Linked DNA regions of Danio rerio: all the other regions are linked to region 2. A link is a contact called in public Micro-C data. All regions are on one chromosome and are shown on one strand. Each heading gives the region's core, a stretch centred on a gene start, on an enhancer-like site or on the middle of the called end of the contact. The rest is flanking DNA. Distances are from core to core; before and after follow the strand shown. Region 1 overlaps dennd1b (DENN/MADD domain containing 1B). Region 2 has its middle 16 kb from the start of ptprc. Region 3 overlaps crb1 (crumbs cell polarity complex component 1).

Region 1 (4,799 bases), core at 1,177-3,676, 280 kb after region 2:
GGGTAAATGAAATATATATATATATATATATATATATATATATATATATATATATATATATATATATATATATATATATATATATATATATATATATATATATATATATATATATATATACATATATATATATATATATATACATATATATATATATATATATACATATATATATATATATATATATATATATATACATATATATATATATATATATATACATATATATATATATATATACATATATATATACATATATATATATATATATACATATATATATATATATATATATATATATATATATATATATATATATATATATATATATATATATATATATATAATTTTTTTTTTTTTTTTTTTTTTTTTTTAATGTGAAATGTAGATATTTGGACTAGAAACAAGATAAAAATTCTAAAAAAAATATATAAAAAAATTGTTGCATAAATCATATAAAATCCATATAAATACAGTTATTAAAAACAATTCTATACCTCCTGGTCAATTATAATTCAGACTGGACATTGCATATTTTTGCGATTGTGACTATTGCGATGCCCACATTGCGATATCAATGCTGAAATTATATATTGTGCAGCCCTAACTAATATACATAGTTGAAGTCAGAATTATTAGCCCCCTTTGAATTTTTTTGTCTTTTTTTTAAATATTTCCAAAATGATGTTTAACAAAGCAAGGAAATTTTCACAGTATGTCTGATAATATTTTTCCAGCCAATTAGTAATGATTAAAAACATTAATCACATTGATTAACAACTCTGGTTAACACAGTTTATGAGATAAACAGATGATACAGACAAAACAAGTTGGGTGAAAAATTCCTTTAAGCTTATATTAGAATAATATCTGGCAACCATAACATCACAGAGACTTGGATTTATACTTTTTAAACTTTTTTTGACTAAATACACAACACACACCTAAATACACAAAACAAATTGGGCGGAAATTCCATTAAGCTTATATCAGAATAATATCTGGCAACCATAACATCACAGAGACTTGAATTTAGGCTTTTTAAACTTTTTTTCCCACTAAACGCACAACACACACTTAAATACACGAAACAAAATGGGTAAAAATTATTTTAAGCTAATGTCAGAATTATATCTGGCAACCATAACATCACAGAGACTTGAATTTAGACTTTTTAACTTTTTTCATTTTTTTTTTACTAAATACACAACAAAATTGGCGAAAATTCCTTTAAGCTTATATCAGAATAAAATCTGGCAACCACAACATGACAGGCATGGATTTGTTGGTACAAATTTTTCGTTATTCCCTAGAACTAATGGTGTTTAAGAATATTGTGGCTGAAGTGTTCAAACTGATGTAAAAAGTAAAGGACGGCCGCTCCAAACGTAGAAACAAATAGTCAGACTTTGAAGATTACCATTTTCTTCACTGGATTAACTTCAGCATGGATTAAGTGTTCACCTAAAGAATAACAATGTGTGCTAGCAACATAAACATTCACAATTTTTTGCCTTCACACCGACACTCTTTAGGCACTCAATACATGTTAGCAACCTCATAGAAACACCCTAGCAACATGTCATCTGTTCATCACATAATCCTCTTGTCATGTCATCTTCAAGTCATTAATTAAGCCTTATCCCTTGAATGGTCTGTAATGTGTGTGTGTGTGTGTGTGTGTGTGTGTGTGTGTGTGTGTGTGTGTGTCTCACTCTTTCTCTCCCCCTCTCTCATTTCTTTTCAGGAGGTCCTGCAGACAGTGCCTAAGTTCTGCTTCCCATTTGACGTGGAAAGGTAGGACATCCCTCTCGCTTCCCAGCAAATAAGCCAATCGATGTGTGAATTGGGAAAGACGAGGATGTTTGTTTATACAACACGCATTCACACATGCTCAAGAGGCTGTCGCAAATGACTCACAGGGTGGAGCCGCACACCTCCATACTTCTGTTCCTAATGTCAGACCCTTCATTTAAACGCTGCCGGAATAAACGAAACCTTCATCCAACAAGGAAACAATGCCTGTTCTGACCGAAGGACGCAATAATATTCTCACAGACAGCCTGTGTGTGTGTGTGTGCGTGCCTTGTATTTCTTACATTCCTAATGTCCAATGTCCACTAATGCAACAGTATCAGTACATTTAGACCTTGTGAGGATGTTTTATTTACTACTTATTGGTATTTATGAGGAAAACGGCTCATAAATCACACAGAATTGAGTATTTTGGTCAATGAAAGCATGCAGATTGTTTACTGGGTTGGGTTTATGGGGGTAGAATATTCAGTTTGTACAGTATGAAGATCATCGTGTCTATATGGGAAAGTCCACATAAAGGTGTGTGTTTGCTTGTGGAAATGAAAAATGGAAAGTGCTGTTGTATAGTTTATGTGCAGTGTTACAAGTTCATTGCCGTTTTGCTGAAGCCGTTTTGCTGAAGCCTTATTGCTGCCATCTAGTGGAGATCTAAGACTCTCTCCTGTCACTTTCAGCTGTTAGAGGCTACAAAATGTATCTTTCTGCTTTCAAATGGGTGTGAAATTAGATTAAGATGATCCTTTTTAATATTTAAGTCAGTTATGATTGTGGATTATAAGATTTAGTTGGTGTTGTTTACAGTGTTTGGATCATATATCCTTGAAGTAGTGTGTGTGATTTATATATTTGTAAATGATGTGTGCTTTTTGTGTGTTTGTTTGGTGGCCTGCAGAGTTTCTCCGACTCAGGTGGGCCAGAACTTCACGTTTGTGCTCACAGACATTGAAAGCAAGCAGAGGTTTGGGTTCTGTCGGCTGACGTCCGGCTGCAAGCTCTGCATCTGCTTGCTCAGGTAAGAGAAATGAGAACATGACCGATTTGTTTTATCCTCAATCTTTCGTTGAGTCTTTAAACATTCATTTGTTATTAGTTAAATTTTCTTTTTAGAATTTTGACAGTTTGCATCATCAAATCAGTACATATGATGACAGATTTGAACATAGTATAATAAAGATTCATTGCGTGATCAATTGGTTCATGAAACTATATTTTTTGAAAACAAGTAACAGTTGAACCCCCTAAATTATTATTCCCCCTGTTATTTTTTCCCCAATTTCTGTTTAACGGAGAGATTTTTCTCACATTTTCAACACATTTCTAAACATAATAGTTTTGATAACTCATCTCTTATAACTGATTTATTTTGTCTTTGCCATGATGATAGTAAATAATATTTGACTAGATATTTTTCAAGACACTTCTATACAGCTTAATGTGACATTTATTGGCTTAACTAGGTTAATTAGGTTAACTAAGCAGGTTAGAGTAATTAAGCAAGTTATTGTATCACTATAGTTTATTCTGTAGAATATCGAATAAAAATATAGCTTAAAGGGGCTAATAATTTTGACCTTAAAATGTTTTTTAAAAATTAAAAACTGTTTTTATTCTAGCCGAAATAAAACAAACAAGACTTTATCTAGAAGAAAAAATATTATCAGACACACTGTGAAAATTTCTTTGCTCAATTAAGCATCATTTGGGAAATATAAAAAAAATCAAAGAGGGTTTAATAATTCTGACCTCAACTGTTTATGGATTTATACTATTTTATGAAAACAGATTTCAAAAGAATTCAAGAGTTGAAAGAAATGCACTTTCCAGATCATAGCTTAAGTTACTTAAATTGTTTTTCTAATGAGCATTAAAATCAGTCATATTTCTGTTGGATACAAACATAGAGATTTCACCATTATAATAAAATTTGTTGTTCAAATATGTTTTTGTGTGATAGGTTAATTAAAGAGGCATTTCTTGAGAAATATTATGTCTAACTTGTTGTTTTAAGTAAGCATAATTAGGCAAGTTATTGTATAACGATGATTTGATCTGTAGACTATCGAAAAAAATATACCTTAAAATGGTTTTTAAAAAATTAAAAACTGCTTTTATTCTAGCCGAAATAAAACAAATAAGACTTTCTCCGGAAGAAAAAATATTATCAGGCATATTGTAAAAATATCCTTATCTGTTAAACATCATTTGGTAAATAATTAAAAAAGAGAAAAAAATTCAAAGAGGGTTTCAATAATTTTGACTTCAACTCAAAAGAATTTTAGAATTAAAAGAATGCACTTTCCAGACATTTAAATAGCTTAAGTTTCTTGTTTTTTTTTTTTCTAATTAGCATTATTCATATTTCTGTTATATACAAACAGAAACAGTAAAACCAAACCATTACAGTAAAATCCGTTATTCAAATATGTTTTTGTATGATAGGTTAATTAATGAGGCATTTCTTGAGAAATATTATGTCTGATTTATTGTTTTAAGAAAGCATTTTAGATCTATTATAGATAGTAATACCCAACATTATTTGAAATAAGCTATAATGTATAATATTACGAAATGGTATATATATATATATATATATATATATATATATATATATATATATATATACATGCATACATACTGTACATACATACATATATTTATTTATTTATTTTCTGAGGAGACACTTAGAAAAACACTCTGTCACTTTAATGAAATAATAGTGTAAACAGATAAAAAAATAGCCCTTTTGTTTATTTTCAGGATTAAAATATGATGGCAGTTGCTTTCATATTTTCAGTGTGAGCTTCTCTATTGAGAATGGAAAGCTGGAGACATACATAACTGATAAAGCACTGTATTTAATAATACAAATACATTTAGTAATTCAGAGCAGCTCAACTGGGACGCATCATTTTTTTTGTCTCTGTCTACACGGTATTGATGGACAATCGCAGGTTTATCATCGTCATGATGAGCTGCTGTCG
Region 2 (4,863 bases), core at 10-2,509:
TGTATTTAGAAATGAAAATCGGTTTGACATCAGGCCAACATTAATGTCCTACGCCGAACAGATGTTGTATTTTAGGTTACTTTCCAATGCTACCTAAAAAAATCAACGTCTAATGATGTTACAGCTTGACGTTACGTGGACTTTACTGATATAGCATCTATCAGACGATTTTGCTGCCATACTTGACAAATAAATGTCAGTATTTGACGTTAAAATGACGTTGGTTTAACATGTTGACTTTTGTTGTTGACATGTTGACTTTTCATGTTGGATTTTGGTTACTTTCCAACACAACATAAAATTGACTAAATATCAATGTTTAATGATGTTACAACTTGACGTTGTGTGGACGTTACTAATATAACATCTATCAGACATTATATTTTGGTTGCTATACCTGATGAATAAATTTGATGTCAATATGACGTTGGATTAAGATGTTGGCTCATTGTTGGTTTTGGTCACTAAAAACAGCTCGTTGTTGGATTTTGGTTACTAAAAACAGCTCGTTGTTGGATTTTGGTCACTATAAACAGCTCATTGTTGGATTTTGGTCACTAAAAACAGCTCGTTGTTGGATTTTGGTCACACATAACAACCTAAAATCAAACAAATATCAATGTCATTTCACAAAATTACTGAAAGTCAAAATAACATCGTTCTTAGACGCTGGCGACGTAAATCTGATCTAATGTTAACGTCATATGACATTGTGTGTCTGCTGTGTTTGTTCTATATTCTCTGGTCTGCATTATCACCTTTATTTTATAGTTATATTTAAACTATCCAGTCCAACATCAAGTATCTAACACAAAACAACAGGTTTATTTAAAATGTCAAATTCCTATAAATAACTATGTGAGAAAAAGGTTTTTCTAGTTGAAAAGGGTGTGAAACAAAAACATCATCTCAAGATCTGAACTGAAGACAAGTATATGGGCGTTTTAGCATGTTTTTGGCACTTTTAGCGCAAGTCTGGACGTTAATTTGCATAAAGTTTTGTTTAAGGCGCTTAAGTTGTGAGCAATTACAAGAACACGGTGACGTGAGGACTGCAGTAGTTTCACTTCCTTTCACGAGAAAACGTTTGGTAAGAACAAAAGTTCCTTTTTGTGGACAGCTGTGTCTTACATCGACAGCATCAGCATTTATTTTATTTTTTTCATTCTAAAAAAGATCTCTTTATAATAACAAATTCATACCAGGAATTACCGCCTCTTTTGTGCTAGCCACAATGTCACATGACAACTAACGCACGCTAATATTGTATAAGAAAGAGTGTGTGCTAACTATAGGCCTACTCTGCAGTTTGTATGTGATGTCAAAGGTAGAAAATATTCTTTACAATGCTTGTAAAACAATCTGATAACCAGAAACGTTTGATTAGGGTTTTAAAAAAGTCTTTATGTGGGATTTTTAAGTCTCTGTTAAAGTAAAATGAAAATGTTTAGGTGTATCAATATTTAAGGTCTTTGTAGGAGCCTTACCACTGTATCTAGCACGTTTGTGTCACCCAGACTCATAGCCAGGGGGTGTTCGAGTGGTTCGAAAGACCCACCCCCCAATGACAAAGTGCAGAATTTGGCCTCTATAGACCATTTCAATGTGCTGATGTCATTGACCCATGAGAATTTCCTTCTTGTTGTCAAACTGTTCGATAACTGTAACAATAGGCAATTCAATCATAAGCTGACGTTATTACAGGATTATTTATCATGATTTTTACTTTTTTAGATTCTCTGAAGCTATTGAAATTAAAAATGTAAAACAGGAAATACATTTGGACCATTGTTGTTTACATCCCTCAAAATAGTCTATTTAAGTTCATTTGTCCCATTTTTGACAGTATGCATCATAAATTGTGAAAATAACCGATAAAAGAAGGCTGTAAGACAAATAAAATTTGTAATTATTAAATTTTACAAATTCTGACTGAAGAAATGAGCCAATCAGTTTGTTATTTATCTACAGGCTACAGTTTTTAAGTTGTATGTATGTATATTGTATGTTTTTAATAAGTTTTAACAGAATCATAATTGTATTTTTTTAATGATGCATGATAACAAATTTGCATTTTAAAAATAAGTATTTTTTTCATCTCCCTTTATTCTACATTTTTAATAAAAAATTCTAATCTCATACCATTATCTATAAAGTTGTAATAACTTACAGTTTAAATGCACATTTCTAAATAAACACTTTGTGGTGAAATAGTATGGTAAACTCAAGATCAAAAAGTCTGGTTATGATCACCATCGGAGAAGCTAATGCAGCAAAGATTGCATAAAATGTCACTACTATGCAGTATTTAAACCTCATAATTTAAAAGAAATTAAGGAGGATAACTGCACAAAGCTCCACTTATTACTGAGAAAAAAGAACCACCTCTTTCAATAGAGGCTGTACCCCCAGAGCAGGTCATACTCAAATGCCAATAAAGCAAATAGTTCACACAAAAATAAATTCTATCATCATCACCCTTCACTTCAGCCTGCACAAAATAAGATATACCTATAGGTAACCAAAGTCCCCATTAACTTTTTGGTTAACACCATTTTTCCAAACATACTTAGTTGAGCTGAGAAAATCTCATAAGACTTAAGTGTGACTAAATCTTAAGATTCTTTTACATCCCTTTCAGTTCAGTTTGCATGTAAGCTTTTTAAATCACTTACCGTTTATAAAATGCTAAATAAAAGAGAAATTGTTCACATCTACCACTTGATGGCAGTGTTTATCCACCACTGGGTCTTGTTCACCTACCTTGACTAATTCTGTTCGCCTGCCTCTGAGGTTGACCTGTGCGATTTACATATCTGCATAAACCACCTCACCAGCTCTTAAAAAATAGTCATCATCCTCATTTTCCTATTATTCTGAGGTCTATGATTATTAGTGCAGCAGAACTGACCTTAAATCGGCTTCTTCAGGAAATAAAAATATCTCTCTTGCCGAAGGTTACAACACTGTGAGGCAAAGTTAGCCAGGTCTTGTTTTTGATTGACAGCTTCCTAACAAGGACAGCTTAAAGCGGCGGAGTTACGCCCTGAAGCCCCTCTCCTCTCCCATGCTGCACCAGAGGGCAGGGGGCTGTGTGTGTGATGTGTTTGTCTTTATCATCTTCCACCTGCACACACACAGTCACAGAGGGGTATAAATGACATTACGGGTGTCAACGTTCGCTGTGTCTCATCAGGGTGGATAATGATAAAGAGCCATTAAAACACCTTCCTCTGTCCTCTGACTATGAAACAGCCATGCTCCCATACAAAAATGAATTAAACAAAAACGTGTCATTGTATATCGAGACTTGTCTGAACATTTAATGCTCGTACATTATATTTCATACTCACAAATATCAGCTGTACTATCTGCTTAAGGAAATTGTGGCTGTGGACTGGAGAGATCACTGGCTTTTGTGCATATGCGTGGCTTTATTCTGTTACATAGTTGATTGTGTTCATATTTAGGCCACTAAGTCATGTTTAAAATCAAACAGCCCACAGAAAATAAGTTATACAGTATGGGTGATACAAATATTTGAGTAACTAATAGCTTACTATATTTTTCAAGTAGCTAGCCCAACACAGTGGCTTTAAAAAGCCTGCATAACTATAGTTACAATTAAATTAGGCTACGGAAAAGGGAATACTGACATAATTGCAACAATGGCAGATTCGAGAGATACATGAAATGACAAAACTGTTGCATTATGCATATTCGACCTGTAGGTGGTGATACTACACGTCTGTGTAGCCTACATCCGGTCCTCTCATTCATCTTTTTTTTTTAAAGTTCCCCAGGTTCTGCAGGTTGCAATGTCCCGAATTTTGCTTGTCAATCTTAAGCCATTTGTAATGGATTGTTTGGTTCAAATTGGAATTTTCCCAACCACCAGAGTGAGTGCTCCGACAGGCCTCCAAAATGTCACCATCTAAATAAACAGCCAAAATAGGATGCCTTTTGTTTTTAGTTAACAATAAATTCCCTCTTAAACTCTTTTTACTATGGTATTATAAATAATAAATTAAAATTCACCTTAATCTAGCTGGAATACCACATTGGAAAATGTGTTTCCAAGACTGTTGCATCCCAATTCACATTCTTATACTACCCCCTAAAAGTATGTACTTTTTTGTGATGGAAAAAGTATGTACTTTTGAGTGTGTAAACGAAGATTATGCAAGCTTTGGGACATACTACACATCATCCACATTTTTTTCCATATTTAATTTCCTACCTTATTGAAAAAGCGGAGAGATACAGAGAATTCTTTTTTAGGTATAATTATGCATTCAGACGTCAATGTCAAAACACGTCTTTATATAAGTTTGGTGTTGTTATTGTTGTTGTTGTTGCGGATGAAATATGACATAGAAAACGTGATTTAAATATTTTCCTGTGGGCTGATATTACTTAACAGTTTTACAAACATCTTTCCGTTTTTAGTTCTAATCAAATTTACGTCCATTGCCCAATGTACTGAGGGCAATATCAGCGGTTAGAGTGTGGACACTGCTACACTTAAAATTTTTACCGGAAATAGTAAACCATTTGGAAACCTTTGGCATACTATTTTCAACATACTACGATTTTGGATATACCTATTCTATTTTTAAATACTATTTAGGATGGATAGTATGTAAATTGTGAGACAGCAAATGAGTATCTCGTCAGTACAATCCACAGAGACCTGTGTCTCTCTAAAATAAACTCAATTCCTAACAAGGTATCCATGGCGCAGTTTTGAGAGCCTAGAAACATCCAATCAGCTGGAGAGCTCCTTTGTTAATACAGCTGTATTGCATGAAGGCATGGATCACAAATGAACATATCTGACCAGCTGGACATGGAAACCAAGAG
Region 3 (4,894 bases), core at 1,218-3,717, 430 kb after region 2:
GAATTTAATTTACACTTAAAAAGGCTCACAGTGGCTTCTATGGCTGCTAGTTTATTAGAATGGATGATTTTGTTTTATTTGACTTGCTGGATGGAAAGGGTGCTTTATTTGCGAATGCTTTGTGCAATATTCTGGTTTTGTGCATAAATCGAATTCACGTCTTTGGATGAAAACCTAGCCAGTGTCCAAACATTTTTTAGTATTTAGACTGAAACCCTACAGTGACCACCTTTCATCAGCAGAAAGTCTTGAAAGGAGCATGTTGCGCGGACAAAAAACAGAAAGTTTAATTTAATTGGGTCCGACAGGAAAACATAATTTTTGTCCTCAAACAAAGAAAAAACTTAACCCAAACTAGGTAAAGAATTAAAACATGGACGTGAAGAGACAAGATTTGAGTGATGTTTTCTGCAGAAGGAGCTTGGTCTTTTATTAAATGAAATTGCAATATAGAGTGAACATAAATGTTTCCACTAGAGTTTGTCCACAAAGTTTTACAATGATACCCATCCTGCTTTATTTAGAATGCTTTTGTTAATGTATGTGTAAATAAATGAGTTTGTAAGTCTGCAGGTACCTGAGAATCCTGGCGGACACTTGCAGATGAACCCGGAAGCAAGTCTGGGATTGTATCTAGCTGTAAACAGGGGCTCAGTACCGTAAAGTGTTTTCCAAGAAAGCTCCATGCAAATGCCTTCATTCACACAGGGATTGCTTTCACATTCACTGACGTCTACCTCACAGTTACGCCCTTCAAACCCTGGAACAACACAAATATGACAGAAAGCCTCATGATGCTGTGGTATACGCACATCAATATACACAATTTTTGTGACACTACAACAATGATTACTGTTTTTACATTAATGTGAAGATAGGTTTAGGCTAGGGGTATAGATGTTAATAAAACACAATGTAATGAATCATTTAATGTATAATATAAATAATTCTTGTTAACTTTGAGCCAGAGCAGTATTCCTTCTACACACTAAAAAGGATGTTTGTTCAAACTACTCATTTTAAATGAGCTGAAACAACACAGTTCTTAAGTTTTTTTGGGGACAACTTAATTGTTTTATGTGTAATTGACTAAAATTTGTAAAAACTAATAAGTTAATTTAATTCTTTCATGTTGTACCAATAAAATCGATTAAGTTACCTTAATTATTTTTATAAATGTAAGTGGATTGAACATAAAACAATTAAGTTGTTCAAAAATAAAACGTAAGAACTGACATCTGTAGTTGGAATAAAACAAAGAAAATACTATGGGAGTCAATGGTAGTCTCCCCCCAAGATTTCTTTGTGTTCTACAGAAGAAATAATCTCCCAAGTGGAGCATGAGTAACCCTTTACTTTTTTGAATGATTTGTAACTTTAAGGGGATTTCTGAAATTAAAGATTGAGAGACCCCACCCATTGACTTGTGTCCTCTGTAGTGGACATTGTGTTTTCATGAATTTTTTTAGAATTTTTTGAGCTACTCTGTCAAGTCCTGTTGTACTGTTCAGAGGACATCCCGGGCTTTCTGGTGATATGTCATTTGATTGGCTGGCATGCTAGGAACCACTTCTTACACTTCATCCAAAATGGCCGACATAAAAAAAGCACATTTCATGAAGAGGAGAGAAGTATGTAAACTTTAACTTTTTAAAAGTTTTTTTTTTACTATTATTATTAGATATATATGTTTATTAAAGTGTCAGGAACAATATATTTAGCTTTCAAAGCAGTTAACTTGTTTGTGTTTCAAAATATCATCCTTTTTAAAATGTCCACTATAGTGGACAACAGGAACATCTTAATGTAATTAGTGACTGCATGTTGTAGGAGGCAGAACTGAAGCAGAGATGATAAGATAGTTGAGGGGGACTCTGACAAAGTTTGACAATCAGAGAATTAGAGACAATTAGTGAATGACAATCAGTTTTAAATCACTTTTATTTTAAATTTATTTTGAATTAACATCACTTCTTCTTTTTTTTTGGCTCTCTCAGACTAAGCTGTTTCAGGAAATTAAAAATAAAAGGAAAAAATGGCTTTTGTTTAATTTTTGTTACATTAATATTGGATTAATATCCCTTTACAGCCACATCCTGGACAGCTTTGTTGTCTGAGTTTGGCGGTCGTTTCAAACTAAAATGGTCCCGTGGTCCACTACAGTGGGCATGCTGTAAAATTAAAAATAAAAACAAAATGTAAAAACTCTAAATAAAACTTTTTTTAAGCCAAAGGATGTAGGGAATCACAGAAAAAAATGGGTCTCAGGAGGATATTAGCCTACATAAACATTTTTAATCAGATGTTACCAGATACATTTCCAAATCCAATCCATCAATTCCGTTTAATGCAAAATCATACTTTAACTTGATATACAAGTCATTCTGCGAGTCACCTGGCCAGCAGTTGCAGGTGTAGTTCTCCTGTTGATTCTCACAGAGGGCGCTGTTGAGGCAGGGTTGAGACCAGCAGGGCGGAGGCGGGATCTCACAGTCAACACCAGTGAAGTTAGCAGTCTGTGAGCAGTCACAGCGGTAGCTACAACATATAGGCTATACTATTTATACATGCATGCATATTTCACTACCAAAATTATCTTACATTTGCTGTGTTATTATATTACAATAGGTGAAGCTAATGAGAACACATTCCAGCAATGAAAAACACTATATGAATTAACCTATTTTAGAATCATTAAGATGGTTACTGCAGTTTATTTAAGCAGTGTGTTAAGCACTGGTTGGCTACTGAACAGTGACTAACTGATCTAACTTGTAGTTAACCTAGTTAAGGCCTTAAAACGGCACTAAGCTGAAAACTAGTACCTTGCAAAATTATTAGAAATATATTATGTACTATTATTATGGTAAAGACTAAAGAAATTAGTTATCAGAGATGAGTTATTAAAACTTGTGTTTTTAAAAATTGTGTTGAAATATCTTCTCTCCATTATAACACTTTGGAAATATTTAATAAACATATACAGTAAATCAATTATTACAGTATGGTATACAGCATATTTTATGATTTAATTATATTTGTTTACATTTTAAAAAGCTGTCATGAACAAGGACATATTTACAAATATACCTCTACCAAATTATATGACCAAAGAATGACAACATTTTTATGTTACTTTAACTTATTTTATTAAATGAATTGGGTTTCAACTTGTTTTTTTTTTTTTTTAGTCATACAAAGTTTAACCTAATATTTTTATTCAGTTTGACAGAGTTGAGAGATGAAAAGATGAACGAACAAAAAAAATTTCAAGCAGCAAGAGTTTATATATAGTTCTGTCTGATTCTCGAATCTGATTGGCTGATAGCAGCGTGATAGGTCTTAATAATAATTCGAGAATCAGACAGAACTATATATAAACTCTTGCTGCTTGAAATTCTTTTGTTCTTTTTTTATTTTTTTTTATCACATTTAACAATATACAGTTAAAGTCAGATTTATTAGTCCCCCACCCCCCCTTTGAAAGTGTTTTTCTTTTACAAATAATTTCTGAATTGTGTTTAATAGAGCAAGGAAATTTTCACAGTATGTCAGAAAATATTTTTTCTTCTTATTTGTTTTATTTTGGCTGAAATAAAAGCAGTTCTTAATTTTTTAAAAACCATTTTAAGGTCAATATTATTAGCCCCTTTAAGCTATATATTTTTTTCGATAGTCTACAGAATAAACCACCGTTATACATAGTCTACAGAATAAACCACCGTTATACAATAACTTGCCTAATTACACTATCCTACCTAGTTAATCTAATTAACCTAGTTAAGCCTTTAAATGTCACTTTAAGAAGTGTCTTGAAAAATATCTAGTCAAATATTATGTACTGTCATCATGGCAAAGATAAAATAAATCAGTAATTAGAAATGAGGGCTAATAATTCAGGGGGTTTAATATTTCTGACTTTAACTGTATAGCAACATATTTCATTTTAGAAAACATTCATAATATTTTGGAACAGTAAATAATTAAAATAAATCATTGACTTCTGCTATCTTCAACTTCGAAAGCACGGTTTTCTTTACAACACATAACAAAACACCTTAGGAACGTTATAACAGAACATTTTAGCGGTTTTAAAACCTTGACTTTGTCCGAACCGCTGTAAACCTTGAAACAGGTTCTCATCCCATGCCTATGTATACATTTGTGTATGTATGTGATATGTTTTCTTATTTTTCATGTGCCTAATTAGTGTATAATTGTGTTTTCCTGATACTTTAGAGTGTGGTTTTATGGTTTTGTTATATGTATATATATATATATATATATATATATATATATATATATATATATATATATATATATATATATATATATATATATTTGTCTGACCTAAGATGAACTAAATGAAACAAAAGAACAGTAGAAATTAATTGAATTTTTCATTTCCACTAAGTAAACCTTGAGCGAAAATAAAATGGCAGCATGGAAATATATCCTACCTATTGATTTCATCCACACACAGAGCCCCGTTTTGGCATGGCTGGTCACGGCACTCGTCGATGTTGATTTCACAGCTCTCGCCCTGGAAACCCGCCAGGCATGTGCACGTGAAGCCATTGATGTGGTCATGGCAACTGGCGCCGTGGAGACAGGGCTGTGACTGACACTCATCAATCTCCAGCTCACAGCTGCTACCTGCAACATCACAGACAGCGGTGCTGAGCGCAAAACATGCCAATCCGAGATCTCGGCATGGCTTATTACACATGCCATCTGGACAGACCTCATCCCGGATCAAACAGACTCAAACTGGAAGCTCGCAGTCAGCCTTTAGGGTTATTGATATGCTGCCCACAGCCTTTCCTGCACTTGATCAGCAGTGTTTTTAAAGCAGATTTGAACACATCGTGTGTGTGTGTTAACAGTGTTTTGT

Evidence for each region. Hi-C and Micro-C count contacts between places; a contact is called where the count stands out from the background.
Region 1: a contact with region 2 is called in a Micro-C map of caudal fin, with 3 times the contacts expected there. The contact joins two enhancer-like sites. A contact is called at or near these places in 2 of 18 Hi-C or Micro-C datasets (caudal fin and hematopoietic stem cells).
Region 3: a Micro-C map of caudal fin shows a contact between it and region 2, with 7 times the contacts expected there. The contact joins two enhancer-like sites. A contact is called at or near these places in 2 of 18 Hi-C or Micro-C datasets (caudal fin and an unstated tissue) and 1 of 4 datasets of contacts at active chromatin or transcription factors (caudal fin).

The regions. Positions count from the first base shown.
Region 1 is chr22:23,188,450-23,193,248 of GRCz12tu, forward strand. dennd1b (DENN/MADD domain containing 1B) reads left to right here. Exons shown (of 21, transcript XM_073937882.1): 3 at 1,748-1,797; 4 at 2,711-2,830. Among named protein-coding and RNA genes, the nearest start is that of dennd1b, 86 kb to the left of the region's middle. Within about 2 kb of position 2,427, at least 2 of the 62 cell types and tissues checked have an H3K27ac peak or open chromatin away from gene starts, as enhancers often do. A contact at or near this core is called in caudal fin, where this site is marked.
Region 2 is chr22:22,910,577-22,915,439 of GRCz12tu, forward strand. No RefSeq gene overlaps it. Among named protein-coding and RNA genes, the nearest start is that of ptprc, 16 kb to the left of the region's middle. Within about 2 kb of position 1,260, at least 9 of the 62 cell types and tissues checked have an H3K27ac peak or open chromatin away from gene starts, as enhancers often do. A contact at or near this core is called in caudal fin, where this site is marked.
Region 3 is chr22:23,340,999-23,345,892 of GRCz12tu, forward strand. crb1 (crumbs cell polarity complex component 1) reads right to left here. Exons shown (of 13, transcript NM_001044943.1): 3 at 4,461-4,656; 4 at 2,396-2,538; 5 at 578-760. Among named protein-coding and RNA genes, the nearest start is that of crb1, 21 kb to the right of the region's middle. Within about 2 kb of position 2,468, at least 26 of the 62 cell types and tissues checked have an H3K27ac peak or open chromatin away from gene starts, as enhancers often do.